3 separate regions of the Zea mays genome follow, and all the other regions are linked to region 1. Evidence: chromatin contacts called from public Hi-C data. All regions are on one chromosome and are shown on one strand. The core of a region is the stretch at or near the end of the contact, and the rest is flanking DNA. Distances in the headings are between cores, read along the strand shown. Region 1 holds the start of LOC100191780. Region 2 holds the start of LOC103627442 (regulator of nonsense transcripts UPF2). Region 3 holds the start of LOC100273679 (two-component response regulator ARR3).

Region 1 (3,199 bases), core at 319-2,818:
GTATTGAAAATCTAATGTTTACCATTACAGGGCAGCATTAACAATTCTTTTGTGTAGAGAATGTGATCAATGCAAACACCACCCATGAAACTTGAATAACATGGCAATACCACTTAGGCACGACCTTGTGGCACTTCTTCACTAGATGATGCTTCAGGCACATAAGCTTCATCATCACTGGATTCTTCTGATACAGTAACTTCCTCAGCGGCAGATCCTTCGAGCTCAAGTGCCTCTACCTCTGCAGCATCGGGCCTAACCTCAGCAACAGTTTCTCCAGATGTAACTTCCAACAGAGGAGTTTCTCCACTATCTGAGTCCAACCCAAGCTCTTTCTCAACCTTCTTCCAACCAGACAGCAAATTCTCTGGGAACATCTTTTTTACCTCTGCAACAACCTCTTTGGCATCAGCCACCCTGCCTCCCTTTGCCAATCCCTCAACCAACCCTTTCATTGTTCTAAAATCTGGCACCTTACGCCTCTTTAAGCTATCCTTGAAGATGCCCAAACCAGCATCAAAGTCTCCATAGGCACAGAGTTCTGCTAACATGTGCTTGTACGTGGCAGCATCTGCCGAGCACCCCTTCTCAGCTAGGGAGTGGTAAAGAACCTTAGCATCCTCCAATTTGCCACTCTTGCAATAGCTAGTCATGAGGAAATTGTAGGTGGTGGTGTCCGGCTTCACACCAGCCGCTTCCATCTCTGTCATCACCTCCATAACCTCTTCTGGCTTTCCATGGAGCGCGTAGTACATGGCCTTCACATTATAAGTTGCCACATCGGGCTCACATTCACTTTCTACCATCTCTTTCCACAAAGACTCAGCCTCATTGGTCATCTTCCTCTTATACATGGAATCGATCAACGTGGTGTAGATCCTGTTGGTCGGCGAGATACCTTGCTCGCGCATTAGATCCAAGGCCTGCTTGGCCTTAGCATCATCGCGGGCCATGCAGTAGGCCTTGACAAGGATGCCATAGGATGTGGCATTGGGGGTGATGGAAAACTCCTTGGAGAGCTCAGCGAAGAGGACAGGGACGCGTCTGTAGCGGCGACATCGTATGAAGGTGGAGAGGAGGGCGTTGAAGGGGAGCGGGGAGTTGGGGGTTGGAAGGGACGGCGCAGCGGAGCGGAACGCGTCGATGGCCTTCTCGGGGAGGTTGGCGGAGGCGTAGGAGCACAGGACGGCGGCGAGGTGGGCCTCGGTGGTGGACGCGGTGAGATGGGAGGAGAGGAGGGCCTCCGCGTCAGCGAAGCGGCGGGAGCGAGAAAGGCGGCGCGCGGCGAGGGAGAGCGCGTGCCGGGTGGAAGCAGCGGAGATGGACGCCGTGTCGATGGCGTCGAGGATGGAGACCACGCGGTCCGGATCGCGCTCGCGGAGGAGTTGTCTCTTGGCGTCCGACAACGTGATGGCAACGGGATCGGTGCCGCCGGTGGTCGGGGTGGTGGTGGAGAGCGCACGGGAGATGGGGAGGACGTGGGCATGGCTGCGGCGGCTGTGGCGGAGGAGTGTCGCGAGCGCAGCCATTTTCGTAGGCGGCGACGAGACGAGGGGAACAGGGGGGAGGGCTTTGGCTGGGTTTTCTTCGCTAGGTTTTAGGGCTTCTTTGGGATCCCGTGTTAGACTGTTGGGCCCAATTGAGTGAGTCGTGTATAGCAGACCGAAATTGTAAAGCCGAGAGACTATATCTCTCCAATAACCGTATTTAAAGTCCAAACAGTTCAGTCTAGTGTACAGAATAGTATAAAAACAATATTTTGAGTAAACTATGGATAACTAGGCGAATATCCGTGCGTTGTAATGGGAACATATAATACTACAATAACTTATATATAAAATATATGTTATACTGTGCGCGTCTCTCGTTCTCTCTCAACGACAGTACACCCTCGAGATTCTGGAGCGCGCTGGCATGACTGCGTGCAAGCCTTGCAGTACCCCGGTGAACACTCAGGGCCAAGCTCTCCTCTGATGGCTCGCCGGTTCCAGAGTCAACATTGTACCGCAACCTGGTCGGTGCCTTGCAGTATCTCACCTTCACCCGCCCGAACATCACTTATGCGGTACAAGTCTGCCTCTACATGCATGATCCTCGGGAGCCGCATCTCACCGCCCTCAAGCGCATCCTTCGCTATCTGCACATCACCGTCGACCTCGAGCTGTTCGTAGCTCGTGCTTCCTCGCCGCACACGCTGACTGTCTATACCGATGCCGACTGGGCCGAGAGACCGGACACTCATCGCTCCACGTCAGGGTACGTCGTGTTCCTCGGTGACTGTCTCATCTCCTGGTCTAGCAAGCGACAACTGACGATCTCTCGGTCTAGTGCAGAGGCTGAGTACCGCATCGTCGCCAACGGCGTCGCTAAGGCGACTTGGCTGCGTCAGCTTCTACTCGAGCTTCACTAGCCTCTCCAGTGTGCCATGGCTGTTTACTGCGACAATATGAGTGTTGTCTACCTCTCGACAAACCTGGTGCAACATCAACACACCAAACATGTTGAGGTTGACCTTCACTTTGTTCGTGCGTAGCCGCCAGTGCTGTGCACGTCCACCACATGTCAACCACCTCGCAGTTCGCCGACATCTTCATCAAAAGCCTACCTTCGAGCGTCTTCCTAGAGTTTCGGTCCGGCATAAATGTCCGTTCCACCGACATTCCTACTACCGGGGGGTTAGACAGTATATTGCCAGGATATCCTCTACTATAATTGCTGGTGTAATCTTGATTAATCGGTGGCTGCCCTCCCGATCTCTCTCTCAGGAAGTAAGAAGAGTTCAACTGTTTTTAGTATGAACTTTTTGGGCAGCTAAATTAAAAAAATTACTCAATAACTCTTGACAATGATGCTATAAAACCTGAACTAAAATTGAAACTTTGAAGTGGTTGCAGCAATAAGAAATATAAAGGAAATGGGATACACACATCAAGGAGAAGCTATACAAAATAACAGTCTTAAAGAAAAGAAGTACATTGATTCCTCTCTGGCGAGGTGGCTCCAGTACCTCCGATCATCTATCCCATTAATAGTCATTGCCTTTGATGATATACTCATGCAAAGGGCTCCCTTGTCCTTCAGAATCCAGAATTCCTAAAATAGACAACATGGATGGTTATTAAGCAAAATAGACAATTTCAAGCAAACACGAGGCTAATAACAGAACCGCATCCACAATAGACCGGCCCTAACAAACAAG
Region 2 (3,199 bases), core at 431-2,930, 320 kb after region 1:
CCATAAGCGGGCCACCCTTGGCGGAGGTAATTGCCTATTATCCCCGCAATCGTCACTCTCTTCTCGTGGAGGATCTCTACGGTGGATATGGACCCGACAACCCATTTCTTCTCGCTTTCGGGGACCCCTAGATCCAGCTTTGGATAGCTTCTGGAGGCGCCCTAAGTGAAAAAGAAGGAAGACTATGACCACTGTCTGTGCCAACCCTTGTTCGATGAGCAAAGGCGTAGGGAGACACATCCTTTCGAGCGTGTTTCCCACAGGTGAATGGCCATGCACCCGATTTACACCGACTCTATCGGCACGCCCCGCTTAGGCTGTCCCCAAAGCAGTTCAACCGAGAAGAAGTGGTACTAGAGATGGAAATGAGGGACGACTCGCAAGTACCCCTCATGCAGCGTCATGAAGGTCGCCATATGCTGAATCTCATTAAGATTGAGGTGGTGTAGCTGAATCTTGTAATAGTGTAGAAGCCCAACCAAGAAGGGATGCAGAGGCATCACAAACCCCCGCTCGTGAAAATGAACGAACGACACCATGAAGCACGTTGGCGGCTCGGAGATGACCTCATGCTCGAGAAGCCTCAAATCCTCTTCGTAAAGAAGACCCCATGCGACGTGGGCATCTAGACGGCTTCGCTTGATCTTATACCGATTCCAGAACACCATATGTTACGAAGGGAGAAAGTGGTGGGAAGAGGAGTGCGAGTGGAAGGCAGGAACAACGAAGAGCTCGGAAAAGGCTTTGGCTATGTGGAGAAAGGGGCTTGGCGTTAAGAAGGCAGACAATAAATCGAATCGGCAAGGCTCCCGAACCCAGAACAACTGTCCCACTATTACCCATAAAACAATATTTTGTACGGCCATATACACTCTGTGTTGAGCGTGTCCTTATAGTTGAGAGGTAGCCAACAAGTGGCAATCAAACAGCTATAGATGACAATGGGTAAAAACTTGTTGGGTATCATTTTCCTAAACCCATATCCACAAAGAAAAAATACTCCCGCAAAAAAACTCATACCTATGATGGTATAAAATTTTGTCCAAACCCATGCCCATGCCCATACGAGATTCGGGTACACAACGGTTTTCCATACCACCGACATCATTCATCAATAAAGAAATAAGTGATAACTAATTTTAGCTTAAACTTTGTTACATGGAGTTTATTTCAACTAGAATATTCAAATAATAATATTATGAAACATATTTGTAAGTTATGTTGATTTTAAGAATTTAGAGGTTTGCGGTATGAGTAGTGGAAGAATAAACCTATGCCCACATACTCGGTGTTTCTATCTGAACCCATTAATAAATCCATGTGTAGAGAAATTAGTCCTAACCTATAAAAAAACCACTAGTTGGAAGAATAAACTATGCCCACGTACTCGTTTGCGTTTCTATTTAAATTCATAATAAATATATATATAGAGAAACTAGTCTAAACCTATAAAAAAACTCGGGCCAATTCTCTGTATGCCATTAAAAATATACAAGAAATGAATATACTCGTTCCTTGTGTGCCACTGGCCTCATATGTCATACACACATAAAAATATATCTATATGTCACTCAGTAGCATACAAGAAATGAATATAAAATCTTATGTCATATCAGGAATTTTCCAAAAAAAAAAACTCACCAGTACCATATCTACGTTCTACAAACAGCCCTGGGAGTAGACGCGGCTACGGATCCTAAACGGTACGATCGTTGGTGTTGCCCATCCAAATTTCTAGACTAGAGGACCTTGGCAAACGCCCAAACAGACTTGACTGTGTAGAACCACTGAACCAGCGTCGTCTTCTCGAGTTGAAGTGTGCTGCCTGTTCACCCCTGCGTCTTTCCCTCCCCTGTTACGATTATTTGCCTATTGGGTGACCGCCGACGCCGCCCCACGCCAGGTGCTCAGGTCTTCGGCGGGCCCTTTGCTGGCGAGGAGCACCAACCCTGTATGCCCACCCCTTATATGCCCTTGCTGCTGTGCGAAACCGATCATCCAAACCCTAACCTACGCTATTTGGCTATTTGTATTCGGATCTGGTCTAATTACAAGCATATACATACCCATTAACTTCGTTATTTTCTTCTTGCAAAAGTTATATAGGGTATACATGTGTACACCCATGCCCTTATTGGCTCCGCCCTTATTTGTATTGACCGTGGCTTACAATTTCTCATTAACAGATACGGAGGATATTTTGGTTGCGCATAACAAGTTGGATAGTTCTGGGTTTTCGCTCTGAACAAAATGGACAATGCTCAGAGTGAGAACCGAATTGATACCAAGCAAGATGATGATGTGCGCCAGATCAAACATGATGATGAGGTAAATTGAGACCTCTACTCTTTTATTAAATTTCATGGATAAATGATCTTTATTGTTGTTGATAACTCACAATTTACTGTTGATGGTTATCCTATCATTCATCCTTATAATTTTGTTCACCTAATGATATTGCCATATTGGTAATTAGTCCCCTCTAATCTTATTTCATTGGCAGATCCTGGCACTGATAGGGCTAAAGATTAGTCAGGAAGAGGATTGGGATTTTATTTGCCATGCCTAGAATCAGTTGGGCATTTAATAGACCTGCCATAATAATGGCTCATGGATTCGATTGGGACTTGGGATCACTGGCAAACTTTGATTAATGATTATTACCCCCAACTTTGACCTAACTATATGCAGGTTAACTTATATTTTATGGCCTAAAATGCTTGATTGATGAGAGGGGTGTGGGACAGCATTATATTGACACTGGTAACCATGGCATACTCTAGTCATGGAGCTAGCCAACCAATGTCACCAGTAGCAGTTATCTGTCCACTTGGGCAAAGACAAATCTTGGATCTATCTCCATCAACAAACTATTCTGGTTGGAGCATGTGTCTGTGTGAAAGCACTGCACAAATGAAAATTTCATTCTCTGTCAGTTTCTAGTATCATATCTTAAGGTAGGCCTAGTGCTAGAGGCTCCACATGAGTGGGGTCTGGGGAAGGGATAGTATCCTACTTAGTCACAAAGTTTCCGGATCGATAGTGTCGAGGAACGTCCGAACGTGGTACACTATTTGTGTGATATTTTTACATGGTGGTAATGAAAATGACCCGTGTACCCGGGTCGGGAATGATGTTCCCAGGTCGAGGGTCGCTACCATTGTACCTGTTTCTTGTGACTATTCCTATCTTAAGGCAA
Region 3 (3,199 bases), core at 235-2,734, 260 kb after region 1:
TTATATGCATTTTATATGTGTGTTATGATTAAATTTCACACATATGATGACTCAATGTGTAGAAACTAGTGTCACAAATTTATTGTATAAGTATAATGTCTTCACACAAATAACTAAATAAAGAAACTAAACAACGACGACGATGACGATCTCGATAATGAACCACAGGTAGGTTGACCGGAGCGACAATAGTCCTGAACTCGTCGAACTCGTAGTAGTAGTCTTTCCCTTGCTGACCTAATTCTGAGAAACAAATCCTGCAAGGGTGAACTCACTTATGGTAGGGACTCATCAACTGTGTAGAAAAAAAGTATAGTATAAGACTTACAAAAAAAATTTAAGGCTAAGCATTACATTTTAATTAAGTTGATCAAACTTTTATTAGTAACGGCTAGTAAATATCAACCCAATTAAATGGTAAACTAAAATGTCACCCATAAAGCAACCACATACATGTCGATTTAAATTTACTTCTATATATTAATCATGTGAGAGTTTCGAGCCGGTCGTAACCGTCAGCACGATTGATATATATATTTTACACTCTGCAGAGGTTGCACATCTTTACCCATAAGTCGTGTTACCTATTTGTCACGGTTTAGCTAGACCCTACACCTCTTCCAAGGAGGTAGAGCAAGGTTCACTGCGATGCCTTTATAAAATTCCACTCGTATGAGAAAACCCACTCCAGATTTAAGCAGAGATGGTATAGAACTATAGATAATCCCGAGGTCTGAAAAACCATTGTAACATGGTCAACCCCATCACTATATTTGAGTAACTCCTCCCCGCTTGCCCTTTCGTGTAAGATTCTTACACACTAGCTTCCCTGATTAATTAGCCAAGACATGAGGCTATATAGTCTCTGTGGTTTTCTCGGATTGGCACTCCATATTCCAATTAAACGAGTGATTTTATCATGCATAATATGTATACTAGCAACAATAAATCATGCTCAGTGTATCATTTATCCCATAATCAAGTAGAGCAATAGCAAATCTATCCAGTAATAAATATACCAGGTATAAACAAGGTATAGGGAAAACATATATAGGTAACACATTAGTTCTCATCAGATTAATTAACCGCAAGAACAAGGGGGTTGAATGCACTAGAGCTATTCCTCCCGCTCCCGGTGTTCCATTACTCCTGTACTTGGTCGGCGGATTGTGCACGAACCCAATCACTTTGGCCAGTGCGCTCATGTAAAGATCGATCGCTCCAGGACTAGGATACCAGCTTTCTGGTGGTGTAATACGTGCGTCTTCGTCGTCCTTGGCCTGCTCCTAGCAGTAGCAGTCTCTCGAGAAAATCTGTGCCCATACCAAACGTCAGTGGCAGCGTACAGGTGCAAGTATACGCCGGTTTTGTCAAACGGACGAGCTGGCGTGGCCTCTGCTTTCTTGGTCACGGCTCACGGGCCTGCCTGCGACCTTGATGAGCCACTACGAGGACGACAAATCCGCTGCGTGCTGAGATAATAAGACGAGTTTATGGTGGCACTGGCACATGCGCTGGATCGCGGAGCTGTAGAATCGCCAATGCGGAGAGCTTAAACAATCTCGCCAGCCGAATCTCGTCGATCAGATCAGATGGCAGACAAAATAAGGATCACGGAGTGTGCAGAGATATCCAATCCAAGCACATCGGAGGTGCTCATTGAAGAGAGAAGATCCTTGGGTCCGGAAAAGGAGACGAGATCCTGTCCTGGGCAGCGCCAGGAGGGGAGGAGTTAATACCTGCGTCCCCTGGCACGTGTGGGTCGCCCCGTATGAAAAAGCTCACTGGCCGGACCATCCCCGTACCGAGATCTCGCGGATTCACTCGCCGCACTGGGGATCTCCTGACCGATCGCTTCCTTTCCCCCTTCCGTAACAGGCAAGAAGCGCGCCCCCCGCGCGTGTATATAAGCGCGCAGCACCGGCCCAAGGCTGGGCAAGACGGCGGGTCGTCGGAGTCGACAGGGGAGTCCAAGCTTCAGATGGCCAGCGTCGGTGGAGCAGTGGCCGGGGGCGTGGGGGCGCCGACGCCGCACGTCCTCGCGGTGGACGACAGCTCCGTCGACCGCGCCATCATCGCCGCCATACTCCGGAGCTCCCGGTTTCGTGGTGCGTTGCAAGCTGCTGGGCAGGCAGGCGGGCGGGCGGGCGGGCGTTCCTGTGGTCTCGGTACTTAGTTCAGTTCTTGATGCAAATTGTTTTGGTCTTGTGCGTTCGTGCAGTGACTGCGGTGGAAAGTGGGAAGAGGGCCCTGGAACTGTTAGGCACGGTATTGACTCATATAGCTGTGATTCTTTTCTCTTTTTTTTCTTACCAATTTTTACACGGGGATCTACGCCTTTATTTCTCACCCTTGTTTTCGGGTCGTATCGTGTATGTATCCTATGATATAGGAGCCGAACGTGAGTATGATAATCACCGATTACTGCATGCCAGAGATGACGGGATACGAGCTGCTCAAGAAGGTCAAGGTAAAGATGATCTGACGACTAGCCCATTCTGCATTCTGCAACGTGAAATCTGAGCCTTCATTTAAGATCGCTGACTAATGAAGATCCGTGCATGCAGGAGTCGTCCAAGCTGAAGCAGATCCCGGTGGTGATCATGTCCTCGGAGAACGTCTCGACCAGAATCAGAAGGTAATAAGCAATCATCACATACGACTAAAGATGTAGCAGTAGCACCCGTACCTACGTCTAATGATCTAACGTCGTGCCTTGCCCCCCTCCCGTGTCTAATCTAATCTAATCTAATCACAGATGCCTGGAGGAAGGAGCAGAGGATTTCCTGGTGAAGCCCGTCCGCGCGTCGGACGTGTCGCGCGTCTTCAGCCGCGTGCTCCGGTGAGGACTCATGGAGCGGGGCTGGCGCGCGCGCGCGCGGCTTCTGCTTTTCTATTTTTTGTAGGGGCTCTCGGGATGGCAGGCGCGGGAAACGAAAGTCGTATAGGGGTAGTCGGTGTCTGTAATCCAAGTGCTGTGATGTAGCCGTGTGGGTGTGGTTACGTTTTCTTGTGTTTGCATGGTATACTTAGCCAAGGCCAGTCTACAAAGGCTGGTTGGTCTTCGTGTGTCTTTACACTTCCTTAGCCTCGTTGGATTTTGCAGTTCAGAGCATCAAGCACCTGTTCACCGAAAACCAATCCTATGCATAGTTGTGGTCCAAATCTAGATCAGGCCCACATGTCAGTGACCCATCTG

What was found. Hi-C and Micro-C count contacts between places; a contact is called where the count stands out from the background.
Region 2: a Hi-C map of tassel shows a contact between it and region 1, with 2.6 times the contacts expected there. The contact joins the promoter of LOC103627442 here to the promoter of LOC100191780 in region 1. A contact is called at or near these places in 2 of 25 Hi-C or Micro-C datasets (ear and tassel).
Region 3: a Hi-C map of ear shows a contact between it and region 1, with 2.7 times the contacts expected there. The contact joins the promoter of LOC100273679 here to the promoter of LOC100191780 in region 1. A contact is called at or near these places in 2 of 25 Hi-C or Micro-C datasets (ear and endosperm).

The regions. Positions count from the first base shown.
Region 1 is chr5:191,517,947-191,521,145 of Zm-B73-REFERENCE-NAM-5.0, reverse strand. LOC100191780 reads right to left here and starts at 1,568. Exons shown (of 1, transcript NM_001137205.2): 1 at 1-1,568. The coding sequence starts at 1,529. The coding sequence ends at 114.
Region 2 is chr5:191,201,342-191,204,540 of Zm-B73-REFERENCE-NAM-5.0, reverse strand. LOC103627442 (regulator of nonsense transcripts UPF2) reads left to right here and starts at 1,680. Exons shown (of 17, transcript XM_008647737.3): 1 at 1,680-1,951; 2 at 2,187-2,328. The coding sequence starts at 2,251.
Region 3 is chr5:191,259,573-191,262,771 of Zm-B73-REFERENCE-NAM-5.0, reverse strand. LOC100273679 (two-component response regulator ARR3) reads left to right here and starts at 1,484. Exons shown (of 5, transcript NM_001148091.1): 1 at 1,484-2,108; 2 at 2,222-2,268; 3 at 2,393-2,470; 4 at 2,568-2,638; 5 at 2,759-3,199. The coding sequence starts at 1,772. The coding sequence ends at 2,846.